Regions from separate parts of the Mus musculus genome. Here all the other regions are linked to region 1. Evidence: chromatin contacts called from public HiChIP or PLAC-seq data. All regions are on one chromosome and are shown on one strand. Each heading gives the region's core, a stretch centred on a gene start, on an enhancer-like site or on the middle of the called end of the contact. The rest is flanking DNA. Distances are from core to core; before and after follow the strand shown.

Region 1 (3,771 bases), core at 278-2,777:
ATGACCATGATTTCAAGGCCAATGTTGGCAACATAATGAGGTCTTGGCCAGCCTTGGCTATAGAAGGAGACCTTATCTCAAAAGAGGAGGCAGGAATATGAGGAAAGAGAAGTAGAGGAAAAAAGAAAGAGACTCAAAGTTGGCCACAGATTTAAATATAAATGTAAAGCATGAAAAAAATCACATTCTTTACCCTCATTTTCAAATCAACTTAGGCAGATTAGTTCATCACTTTTCTCTAACGTTCTGGATTTTTCTAGGTAATCCGAGTATGCAAAGTGCGAGTCATTCTTGAACAGAAGGTTATAGGAGCTGAACGGGCATCTCTTTCACAGGACCATTCGATGGTCACTGGAATAGAAAGCTTTACCTATGTGATGCAGAGGTTGCTGGGCTCCTACTACTGTGTTGAAGCTGTGTGAAGACAGGCTTACAAACGGATCCAGGCATCACGTGCCAGAACTCAAATCCCTGCTGTAACAGTCACTTGTACATCCCTGGTGTGATTGTCATCTTAGAGGCTGGCTGATGAGTAAGCTTGCCCTTTCTGAACTCTGGCTGGCTGGTTCAACTCAACTGCTCTGGCTCAAACTCCCCTCCAAGATGACTGATTCAATCTGGCTTCTCTTGGCTTCTCACTAAATTGCTCTGCTTGGCCTCAAACTAACTCTGGCAATCTGTTCTAATCTTCTGGATCCTTCTCTGGCTCCTTCTGTCTTCATCTGGAACCTGTCTCTGTAAAACTGTCCCCGTAAAAACTGCCTCTCTCCCCCTCTTTTCCATGCTCCCCTCTTGAGCTAGCTCTTTCCTGTCTGTTCTCACGAGAAATGGGCATATCCCTTCTCTGACTCTGCCAAGTCCTTCTCTGATCCATCACTTTGTCTGCCCCTCGATTAGAAATCACTTTCAAACATGGCTGCTTCCTTCTATAAACTAACCTTACCTTAATGGTGTGTAGTAAAGGCATGTCTATATTCCAGCCAGGGGGATGAAAGGCATGTGACATTAAATTCCAATAGATCACACAGACCTAGGTCTTTGGATGTGATTAGAGCAGCCATGTTCCTGGATTAAAATTCCTCTACATCCTGTCCCACCAGTGTTGGACCTGTGTCTTTCTATTGTTTATTTCACCCCTAGTAATCTCTGTTTCCTCAACAGATAAGCTGCACTTGCTAGTACTACTGATGAGACTGTCTTAGTCAATGTTCTTTTGCTGGGAAGAGACACCATGACCAAGGCAACTCTTACAAAAGGAAGTATTGAATTGGGGTCTGGCTTACAGTTTCAGAGAGATTAGTTCATTATCATCATGGCAGGAAGCATTGTGGCACACATGGAGCTGAAGCAGTAGCCGAGAGTCACACTCTGTTTCACAAGCACACACTCACACAGAGGGAAGCAGGGAGAGAGAGAGAGAGAGAGAGACAGAACCTGGCATGGTTTTTGAAACCCCAAGGCACACCCACAATACCACACTTCCTCCAACAAAGCCATACCTTCTAATCCTATGGAAGAGTGCCACTCCCTGGTGACTAAGCATGCAAGTATATGAGCCATTCTTATCCAAACCACCGCAAATACTAGCCCTATTCTTGGCACTTCCCAAGTTCTCAGTTACCATGAGCTGCAGTTATTAGGTAGAATAAGTTACTCAGCAGATTCTGACTGCCGTGAAACAGCAGCGTCAGTCATTGACTTGCCTTGCTCATTTAGCTGGTATCGATTAGGAAGCGCTGAATTTAGAAGATGCCTGATTGACTAACAGGATCTCATTATCAATAATGGAGATACTAGGGTTATTAACATTCCTCAAATTAAATAGGAAAGTCCCTCCTGGAATTCTCTTCTCCTTTTCTTTCTCTTTTCCTTCTCCTCCCCTCCTTTTTTCCTGTCTCCTCCTTCCTCCTGCCTGACGTTTTGTTGGTTGGTTGGTTTTGTTTGTTTGTTTGTTTGTGTTGGGATTGAGCCCACGGTCTTCTGTGTAAAGACGAGTTTCTTTCGCTGAGTTACAATACCCCATGCCTTGACTTTTCTATGTGGATGCTGTGTCGTCTGTGAATGGACTTTTGTCCTTCTCAGTACCTTAGCCTTTGACTGATTTGCTGTCCCAGCGAGTTAACTAAAACTCCCGTAAGATGCTGAGAAGGAGTGTTATTTAAGAAGTCCTTTCCTTGCTCCTGATCCATGTGGAAAGCTTCTAGTTTTTCACTGTTGATCAGGATGTTAGCAGCGGTGTTTGTTTTTAATTTTAAACGATGTTTCTTATTCTCTGAGAATTTCTTACAGTGTCTTTAACATATCCACTCCCTTCCCCCAGCTCCTCCCATAACAAAGGTTCCACCAAATCTGACACATGGCCCTTTTGTGTTCAAGACTCTTGTACGTGCATACAATGTGACTTTGCTCAAGTCCACCCCACTTTGCTCCACTCTGACTTCTCCCACACCCCCTCCCCACACCCACCCCACCCCCACTTGCTCACAAGGTCATGGGATCTTTTCTCCTCCACGGGCCAGCATTTTAGTAGGTATATTCAGAACACTGACACACGAGTCACTCAGTATTTACTGAGTTCATTATTGGTTTCTGCGTACTTTGTTCCTATTTTATTTTAGCTTTTACTTGACTTCATTTATTGTGAATTTAAAATGCTTTTTTATTGTCATTGTTGCCTTTTATTTTTAAACAGAGCTCAAAGCCACAGAGAACTTGCAAGATAGATGGTACTAGCCAGAACCTGTTGCAATCCCCCCGAGGGCTGGAATTCCCAGTGCACATTCCTGGTGTTGTGTTTTAACTGAGCATTTTATATACATGTATTTTCTTTCTTTTCTTAGCATATCATTTTACACACACCCCATCCCTACACCTTTTAAATGTGTGCACTGGAACACACAAGGATCAAGCCATAAGTCCATTTTCAAGTGAGACTGTACCAAGTCATGATATTTGATGACTATCTCGGTTAGGGTATCTGTTGCTGTGAAGAGACACCGTGACCAAGGCAATTCTTATAAGGACATTTCATTGGGGCTGACTTACAGGTTCTGAGATTCAGTCCATTATCATCAATGCAGGGAGCACAGTAGCATCCAGGTAGGCATGGTGCTGGTGGAGCAGAGAGTTCTACGTCTTGATCAGAAGGCAGCCAGGAGGAGACTCTAGATCACACCAGCCAGACTTAAGCATATATTTGAGACCTCAAAGACCCACCTCCACAGTGACACACTTCCTCTAACAAGGCCACACTTCCTCTAACAAGGCCACACCTTCTAATAGTGCCACTTCCCATTGACAAAGCATATTCAGACCACCACAATGACATTATAACAGTGAAATATTAATTCCCCCCTCTGTCCTTAAATCGTGTGCACAGTTCATTTTACTTACACATAAGCATTCTGTAGCTGTAAGCATATATATGATATACACATAATCAAATACATACTTGTTATGATTATAAATGGCTATCTGTTATAACCAATTAAAAATAGCAAAATAGTTTTGGAAAAGGTAAAATTAAAAAAAAAGTTATGAGCAAACCCAAGAAATTTTTTAAATTTTTATAAATATAAAATCTATGTATATGTAATTATATTTATATATATATAATAAATGTATATTTATATTTATAAAATATAAAATTAACTTCCACTTAATAAAAATATAAAATTAAGCCTTCACTTAATCCTCCTTCGTGCTCTTCCTTTATGTATCTATACATTTCTAAACTATATAATTTCTTTTTCTTCTATCCTAATAGAATAT
Region 2 (3,661 bases), core at 167-2,666, 310 kb before region 1:
CAGTGGGTCCTTGGAATGGGTAGACCAATATTAGGCGCCGTAGTACATGTGACAGACAGGATACTTTCCACTCTTGAAGAAAAGGAGCCAGTAGTCAGATCTGTGTTTATTTTATTTCAGTAACCTGAGAAAAAGTGACAATGTTGGTCTCAAAGAACTGGAAAAGGGATGGTGTGGACTGCTGGGTAGCTGTTTCTGCCAAGTGGCATGGAGGAAAAGCGAGAGGCCGTGGGTAAGAGATGTGTGAAGGTTTGACAACTGCAGGCGGGAGTCCCCGTGGTGGCAATCTCTGTGGGATTCTTTCCTTTGCAACCTGCTGGCAAAAGCTCTGTGTAGAGAGGGGCTTTGTTTCCAGTAAGGACTTGAGGTGTCGGTTACACAGAACTTTGTTTTCAGAAGCCTGCACGTGCAAACTGAGGTTGGTGACTCCTTGGTCTCTGAATGGAAAAGGCCACAACTCTCATATCCCCCAAATTATCCCTAAGGATATAAAACATCTAGTACCTTGCAAGATTTTTTTCTCTCTAGGGCACGAATTCCTCTCTCCTCCCTTTTCAATAAACCAAGTTATGACTAAAACTTTAGGATAGAAAGAGAGCCCCAGTGAGCATGTCCTCCGCCACCCTCCCAACGTGGCCACTGAGTCACAGGAAAGACATTCAGGACGAGAGACCTCAGGCCCTGGGAGGCAGGGCTGGATCCAGCTCTCGGTAAGGTTATTCTTTCTATCTAGAAACTTGCTGTTTTCCAGAGAGGTCCTTTAAAAGGGCTGAACCACTTCAGTTCTGTCCTTGGCCACAGACAGTGGCTTGGTGGTTGGCAGGGGAGCGTTTTGTTCTCGGCACGTTACTGATTTGCCTTTCCGTGACACGCAGGCGGGTGGCACCGTGCCCAGGACTTCAGTACAGAGGCCACCCCTAGATCCGGTCAAGCCTCATCTGAGCACAGAAGATCCATATTTGAGGAAAGTCAGCACCAAGAAAAGACATGCGACTTATCTGTCCCGGGACATTCGTTTGTAAAATGGGAACCATGATAATATATAACACAATAACTTCACTGTTTTGCCAAGTGGCCACACTGACCAAGTGACAGATGAAGGAGCAACACAGCCAAACCATTAAAAAAAAACAATGTGAAATACTAAACGTGTCATACTGACGCAGTGTCCTCTTCGGCTTCCCTTCCATCTTGAAAGAGGCACTACCCTTCTCCGCTGAGCACCCCAAAGTGTAAGCACGCACGTGCCCAAGCGTCTAAACATGGCTCACAGCTTTGCGCCCTGCAGAAGCAAGAAACAGTTTTTCTTAAGTTTGAAGTCTTTGCTCAAACACAGTTTGCAATGTTTTGGGAACCGGAGCCAAGCTCTGTTGAATGCTTATGAGACATTTTGCTTATTAAATAACCTTCTGAAAGCTGCCAGGTTTTAGTGACTCATGGACTCATGCAAACGGAGGCATGGCGGCTTGAGTTATGGAACCAGAGGGAGGAGATGCTCAAATGTGCATTTTACAGGAAGGAAACTGGCTGCCAGGACAGTGGAGACGATTTGCCCAGACCACGCCCTGCGAAGTGCCCACAGGAGAGTCAGGCCAGAACCCTAAACCTCCGAGCTCAGGGCTCTTTTTTCTGAACACATTTTCCCATGGATCTTCTGGCCCACGTGGCTCTAATTCCATGGCCAGCACAAAACTCTAGAAAGAAATCAGAAATGACCTACCTTCCCTACCTCCTCTCCCAGCCCTGGTGATATTAAGATGAGAAAAATGTTTAGGATTGCAAAGCTGCTTAGGATATCATGCTTTCAAGGAATGCACGATGTGCTGTAAAATGCACAACGCAAAGATGAGCGTAGGTATGTTATTCTTTACAGCCATCTTGGTGAGATTGCTATTCACACCGCACAGGGAGATGACCATGTGACAGGCTTGCTCCAGGTTCCTAAAAACCAAAAGCGGGACGCACCGGAAGGCTGGGCTTCCAATCTTGGAGTGTTTTAGTACAACATGACCATAGACACGTGTTTGTATAAAGATGAGTGACGTTTGCCATGGAGACAGCTGCCCAGCCCCCTTCTCTGTCACCTGTGAGGGAAGCTGTGTCCCACCATCCCCTTGTGTAGCACGCCGCAGTTCATGAGCAAGAAGCACTTGTTCCACTTGTCTGAGTGTTGGCGACAGCTGTGATAATAGAGCAGAGGGTATTTATTAAACACACATTTCTAGGTTCTACTGTAGGTTCTTATGAGCACTGATTTGCTTGTCTTAGCGGGTGTAATGTTATCTCAAGTTTATACATGATGGAACTCAGGCACAGGGAGTCGAAGTAAATTACTCCAGGTGACACAACTAACAATGGCTAAGCAATAAATAAATAAATAAATAAATAAATAAATAAATAAATAAATATTTACTTATTTATTTACTTATTTACTTATTTATTTTGCTTTTTCTTTACAGTGGGGGCCAGTGAGAAGACTCACTGTGTATATGCTAAGGACTTAGGGTGTCCTATCTCTACCCACTCCTATACTCCTTTTAGCCGTGAACAAAAGTCACAAGTCATTATGACTCCTATACATAAACATAAGCTATGCTAACCCTTCAAGACATTTGAACTCATTTGAAGAAAAAAATAGGAAACAACACCCCACACCCAATTCTTGCCTTTAGTCCAACATGTTTATCCAGACCAAATCAGGCTGAAGTGAACAGAGGGCAGTCTGAAGCCAAGGGAAGGTGGTGGGGTCACCAAGGGTGTGTGTGTGTCACCACGGCTTGGGCGAAGCTGGAAAAGCTCGATCCTGCGGCGATCCACACGAATGAATTTATACTCCCTTCCAGAGTCATCCGTGACAAGACTACCCACCTTCCCACGGGTCCCAGAAATGACCCTCAGCTGTCAGTGACAGGTTGTGGCACAGAATACAACCTCCTTGACTCGACATGCTTAAACAAAAATAATGAAGGATGCCTAAATGTGGGCCTTGCCGTATGCAAAAGGACCGTGTGTCTACCAAGTCTTGTGACAAATCCAAGGACTAGTGTAAGAAGTGTTCAGGTGCGGAACGGGTCAGCAGTGGGAGAAATTGCCACAGTGGCATCCCCGCATGCTTGATATTGCAACCAGAAGGGTTAAAACGCCCGCTTGGGTCCACACAGTTTCCTCCTCATGAATTAATCAGGAAAGTATGTCCATTTCATCATCTCCCTCACACACCTCGCTCTCAGCGAGCTGTCTCCACTTGCCTGCAGACAGACCTCTCCACAGTTTGTTGACCTAGAGCCACGAGCCCTCCTGATGAGAGAGTGTTGGCTCAGGAGGTCAGAAGTGAGCGGTCTGTTTGGTTGACAGAGCCACGCTTGCCTTTTCTGCAAATGTGACTTTTATCTCCTGGTTGAGAAGATGGCTCTCAGGCCCTACCCCCTTTTCGCTCAGTGTGGCTGTTGCTGTCTAAGGACTCAGTTCTTCAGGTGAAGAGAGTGGGATCCAGCCTGGAGGGCGGGGGAATGATCCCACCCCCGTGTGTGCTAACCCCCCCTCCCACAGTGGTTCTGTGGCGGGTCAGGGTGGTGGGCTTGTCTCCTGGAAGGCAAGGGATGACTCTTGCATTGTAGAATGACTCTGTGAAAGTGCTGACTGACACCTACATTTCCTTCCT
Region 3 (3,788 bases), core at 821-3,320, 410 kb before region 1:
CACTGCCACAGTTTCTATCCCACTCGAATAAAAGTTCAGGCCGGAGTGCAAACCACAACCCTCCCTTTCTTGGTTTTTCATGCAAAAACTATTTTAAGATAAATCTAAATGTCAAACCTTCAAGCACTGTGACCGAAGAGGCTTCATCTCCTCCAGTTCCCAGCAGCAGAGCTAAGAAAATTCCCAAAGCCATCCTGACGAAGGTGCTAACATTCCCTCAAGTCCCCTTTTCACTGAGTTCAAGTTTCAGGAGGAGCAGGACAGAAGGAGCACATGCCAACAATTGCCCCTTCATGCGAGGAGAGGCTCAGGGTCCAGCGTGGAGAGGCTCTATGCAGTGTCAATAAGCACAGTGCCCACACTGGTAGGAATATTCAACATGGCCCTAAACAGACACAAACATAAAATGCCACCCCAGACACAGCGATGGGTGTGCCCCTAGTTTGCCTGCAGGGAGAACATGGCGCCTTTTCCTGAGTGCTTTATTATGTACGAATTTCAGGTTGAGTTTTCATAGTCTGGGCGGTAGAAAACATAGTTTTAATCAGTTCTGGACAGCTGGACCACTTCCTGCAGGGCTTCTAGAGTGTTGGTTCTTCAGTCGACAGATGTTTACTGATAATAAAAGACAGGAAGCTATACAATATGAGTCTAACTTCAAAGATCTTAAAAGGTGGGAATATTCTTTAGGGGTTTTGGTAAGCCGAGAGTTTAAGAACTTTCGCGTGGCTACGTGAAAAAAGCAGAAGTCTGTAAAGAACGAGGAGGCCACATGACCAAATGAGAAAGGCGGGTCAGGCAGTCTAGGGAAGCCTTGAGATAGAAATGGCCAGGCCCGTGGCAGTACTCTACCTTTGTAAGACCACTGCCTCTTCAGCTGTCTAATGTATTTTAACGGACTTGAGAATGTGATGATAAAAATCACGAGTCTAGCTAAAGCTCCAAGGCTCTGTTTATATTTTAAGCCTCACACAGTTCCAGTTCCAGGGATGAGTGGCCAACAGTGATTTATGTTCCCATCTCCTCCTCAGGATCACATTTTGCTTTTTTGTTGTTGTTGTTGTCTAAACAAAACCTTCTTGGTTAGCATTGTGCCTGTGGCACAGGAGGCCTAACCCGGATGCCCAATGCTTGCCTGCCCACATTAGACCCTGTCAGGTTAAGACAGCATCTTCTATGAACCCTGGGTTTCATCTCTGGGCACGGTAGCTCAGTACTCAGTGATAAAGACAGGAGCATCAGAAGATCAAGGAAAGCTGTTGAGTGGCAGAGATGTTTGTCTGTACCTATTCCTAGACACAAGATAAAGGAATTTTGTGTCAAGAATTACCAAATTTCAGAGTATGAATTATGTATTTATTTTCATTCCTTTTCTTTCAGTTTTTATCACTCTGGTATATCTTACTGTCTTTCTTACATTATCTGTTGTTGTGTAACGATCAACGGTCAATGCACAGTGGTTTAAAGACCAGTGTCTGAGCTGGATTCTGTGGGTTGGTTGGCCTGGGGCAGACAATTCTCCGCATGACGACTGCTGGGCCATTCCTGTGGCTTGGGAGCTTGCCTGGGCTGGAGGTGCAAGATCGCGTTCCTTCTCAGAATAGCTCAGGCTGGAGATGTAGCTTGCCAAGCGTGCACGAACCCTGGGTTTCATCCCCGGTGCTATATAAACAGGGCATGGTAGCAGATGCCTCTCAGCTCGGTACTCAGCAGGTAAAGACAGGAGGGTCAGAGGCTCAAGGTTGGCTGGGGTAGGGATCCTGTTTGAAAAAAAGTGAGAGAATTAAACAACCATTCAATGGCTCAACTGTTGTTCCTTCTGAATTCCCATGTGATGCTATAGGAGATGAGGCACTTAGGACATAGTTAGGTTGTGGGGCCTCTGCTCTTCTTTATAAGGCACTGGGGACTCCTTTGTTATGTGGGTACACTGCAAGAAGGTGTTATTTAGGGAGCAGGGTGAGTCTTCGACAGTTATTAATCTTTTGGCCCCTCGGTCCTGGCCGTCCCAGCCTACACATCTGTGAGAGACACATTCTGCTGTGTACGCATCACCCAGACTCAGGGACTTCATTATAGCAGCAGGAACAGAACAAGATACAAGTGTATCTGGCAGCCAGCAGCGGTGGCCAGAAGGACTCACGGGCAGAGCCTCACCCATCCCTCCGCAACCACTTGGGAATGCGGTGTAAGCATTTCTGCATCATGGCTGCAACCCAAGAGAGTGAAAAAGGAAACTTCATGGTCTCCTGAGACTAGACTGGGGACTCAGGAAACGTCACACAATTGAGAGGACAGGTCTGAACTCAGAATAACCACACATCTTTGGGGAGTTTAGTGGCCACTGTGTTTGCTGATGGAGGGATCTTTGGTAAAGAGTTTATAAGCAAAACAAGACATGGGTGTGCATCTGTATTCAGCACTTTGGAGTAGGAAGATCATAAGTTCAAGTCCAACCTCAGCTACATGGCAAGTCTGCGGCGGGTCTGGGCTTCATGAAATCCTGTCCCCAAAATACTATGAACAAAATACACAGTGGTGTAAATGGTAGGAGCTGTCATATCAGATGTGACAAAATGGTGGGATTATTATTGAAGTGACTGATATTTGCATTAACAAGGTTCTGCACTAACTTGACAAGTGGATTTTGCATTGCACAGTGGTCAGCTGATAAGTTTTAGAATCCAGTGCGTGCCACCAGGATGCTATATGCAAAGAGTTTTTCCTCCTTTTTGTTTTGTAAACACATGATAGCTACCTGCTCTTTTATTCCGGTCAGGGAAACAGGTATGTAAACAGGGGGCTATAACACAAGAAGCGCGTCATAAGTGGAGGGCTTTAAATGCACAGTTTTGATGGCGATGCTAAAGTTTGAATGTACGTTGGTTTTCTCTAGACTATGGTTCTTAGCCAAGATGCTGAATCCCTAAGATCTAAAAGCCCCTTCAAGACCCTTAAAACTGTTTTGTGAAGCAGAGATCAAAGCTGTTATGAGGGCCGAGGAAAAGGCACGAAGGTGGGGACACATGCGAAGGGCGGATGATGGAGGAGGAAGCACCGGCTTGAACTGGAAGCCAGTTAGAGGTGGGGAGGTGGACATGGGGGAAGGAAACCCTGAGGGGACAGGAAAGAGTGCAGGAAAGACAGAATTCAAGCCTGACCAAATCCTACCTGCGGGCTCTGTGTGTGTGTGTGTGTGTGTGTGTGTGTGTGTGTGTGTGTGTGTGTATGGGGGGATGGGAGACGGTAGAAGTCACAGGAGTCAGAAGCTGTCCGAGACCACAGTTCCAGAACTGGGTTCCGTCCACGTTTCAGCTGAGAGCTTTGTGACAGACTCATGCACACCCGCAACTGCATTCCTGCAGCCCAGCCTACCTATGCTAGACACCTTCTGGGGAGCGTTGGTGAATCTGGATGCCCTATGCGGGATCACAAAGTTCCAGTGTGGCTGGTGGGGGTGGGAGAGACTATGCCAGGAGAAGTAATACTGACGACGGCTAATATGACCTCCACCAAAAGCTAAAGCTTAAGGAGGTTGGAGTGCTACTTTTCTAGGTTGGCATGGCCGCTGAAGAAGCTTTCTGGAGGCAGCGCCACATCTCTGAATCACTGGACAGAGAAGAATGGAGAAGGAGCTGGTTCTGTTTAACTTAGGCAGGAAAAGTTCGCAGCAACACCAACCACCGAGATCTAAGTGGCCTCTCCTGACACCAGGTAATTGCAAGTAACTTTCCCCTTCCCACCTCCATCCACAGACATCTGGATCTTTCTCTCTGGGGGCAAGACAA

The links. HiChIP or PLAC-seq counts read pairs in DNA pulled down with a chosen protein or histone mark.
Region 2: a CTCF HiChIP or PLAC-seq map of the NIH/3T3 cell line shows a contact between it and region 1, with 5 read pairs. The contact joins two enhancer-like sites. A contact is called at or near these places in 1 of 15 datasets of contacts at CTCF or cohesin (the NIH/3T3 cell line), 6 of 484 Hi-C or Micro-C datasets (the HPC-7 cell line, embryonic stem cells and nephron progenitors), 1 of 115 datasets of contacts at active chromatin or transcription factors (the NIH/3T3 cell line) and 1 of 9 other capture datasets (embryonic stem cells).
Region 3: a CTCF HiChIP or PLAC-seq map of the NIH/3T3 cell line shows a contact between it and region 1, with 13 read pairs. The contact joins two enhancer-like sites. A contact is called at or near these places in 1 of 15 datasets of contacts at CTCF or cohesin (the NIH/3T3 cell line), 1 of 484 Hi-C or Micro-C datasets (embryonic stem cells) and 2 of 115 datasets of contacts at active chromatin or transcription factors (cardiomyocytes and embryonic stem cells).

The regions. Positions count from the first base shown.
Region 1 is chr15:97,136,989-97,140,759 of GRCm38.p6, forward strand. No RefSeq gene overlaps it. Among named protein-coding and RNA genes, the nearest start is that of Gm33149, 24 kb to the right of the region's middle. Within about 2 kb of position 1,528, at least 11 of the 459 cell types and tissues checked have an H3K27ac peak or open chromatin away from gene starts, as enhancers often do. A contact at or near this core is called in the NIH/3T3 cell line, where this site is marked.
Region 2 is chr15:96,829,360-96,833,020 of GRCm38.p6, forward strand. It overlaps Gm32564 (a long non-coding RNA gene), which reads left to right. Exons shown (of 3, transcript XR_384399.2): 2 at 121-232. Among named protein-coding and RNA genes, the nearest start is that of Gm32677, 7.4 kb to the right of the region's middle. Within about 2 kb of position 1,417, at least 59 of the 459 cell types and tissues checked have an H3K27ac peak or open chromatin away from gene starts, as enhancers often do. A contact at or near this core is called in the NIH/3T3 cell line, where this site is marked.
Region 3 is chr15:96,728,516-96,732,303 of GRCm38.p6, forward strand. No RefSeq gene overlaps it. Among named protein-coding and RNA genes, the nearest start is that of Slc38a2, 31 kb to the left of the region's middle. Within about 2 kb of position 2,071, at least 58 of the 459 cell types and tissues checked have an H3K27ac peak or open chromatin away from gene starts, as enhancers often do. A contact at or near this core is called in the NIH/3T3 cell line, where this site is marked.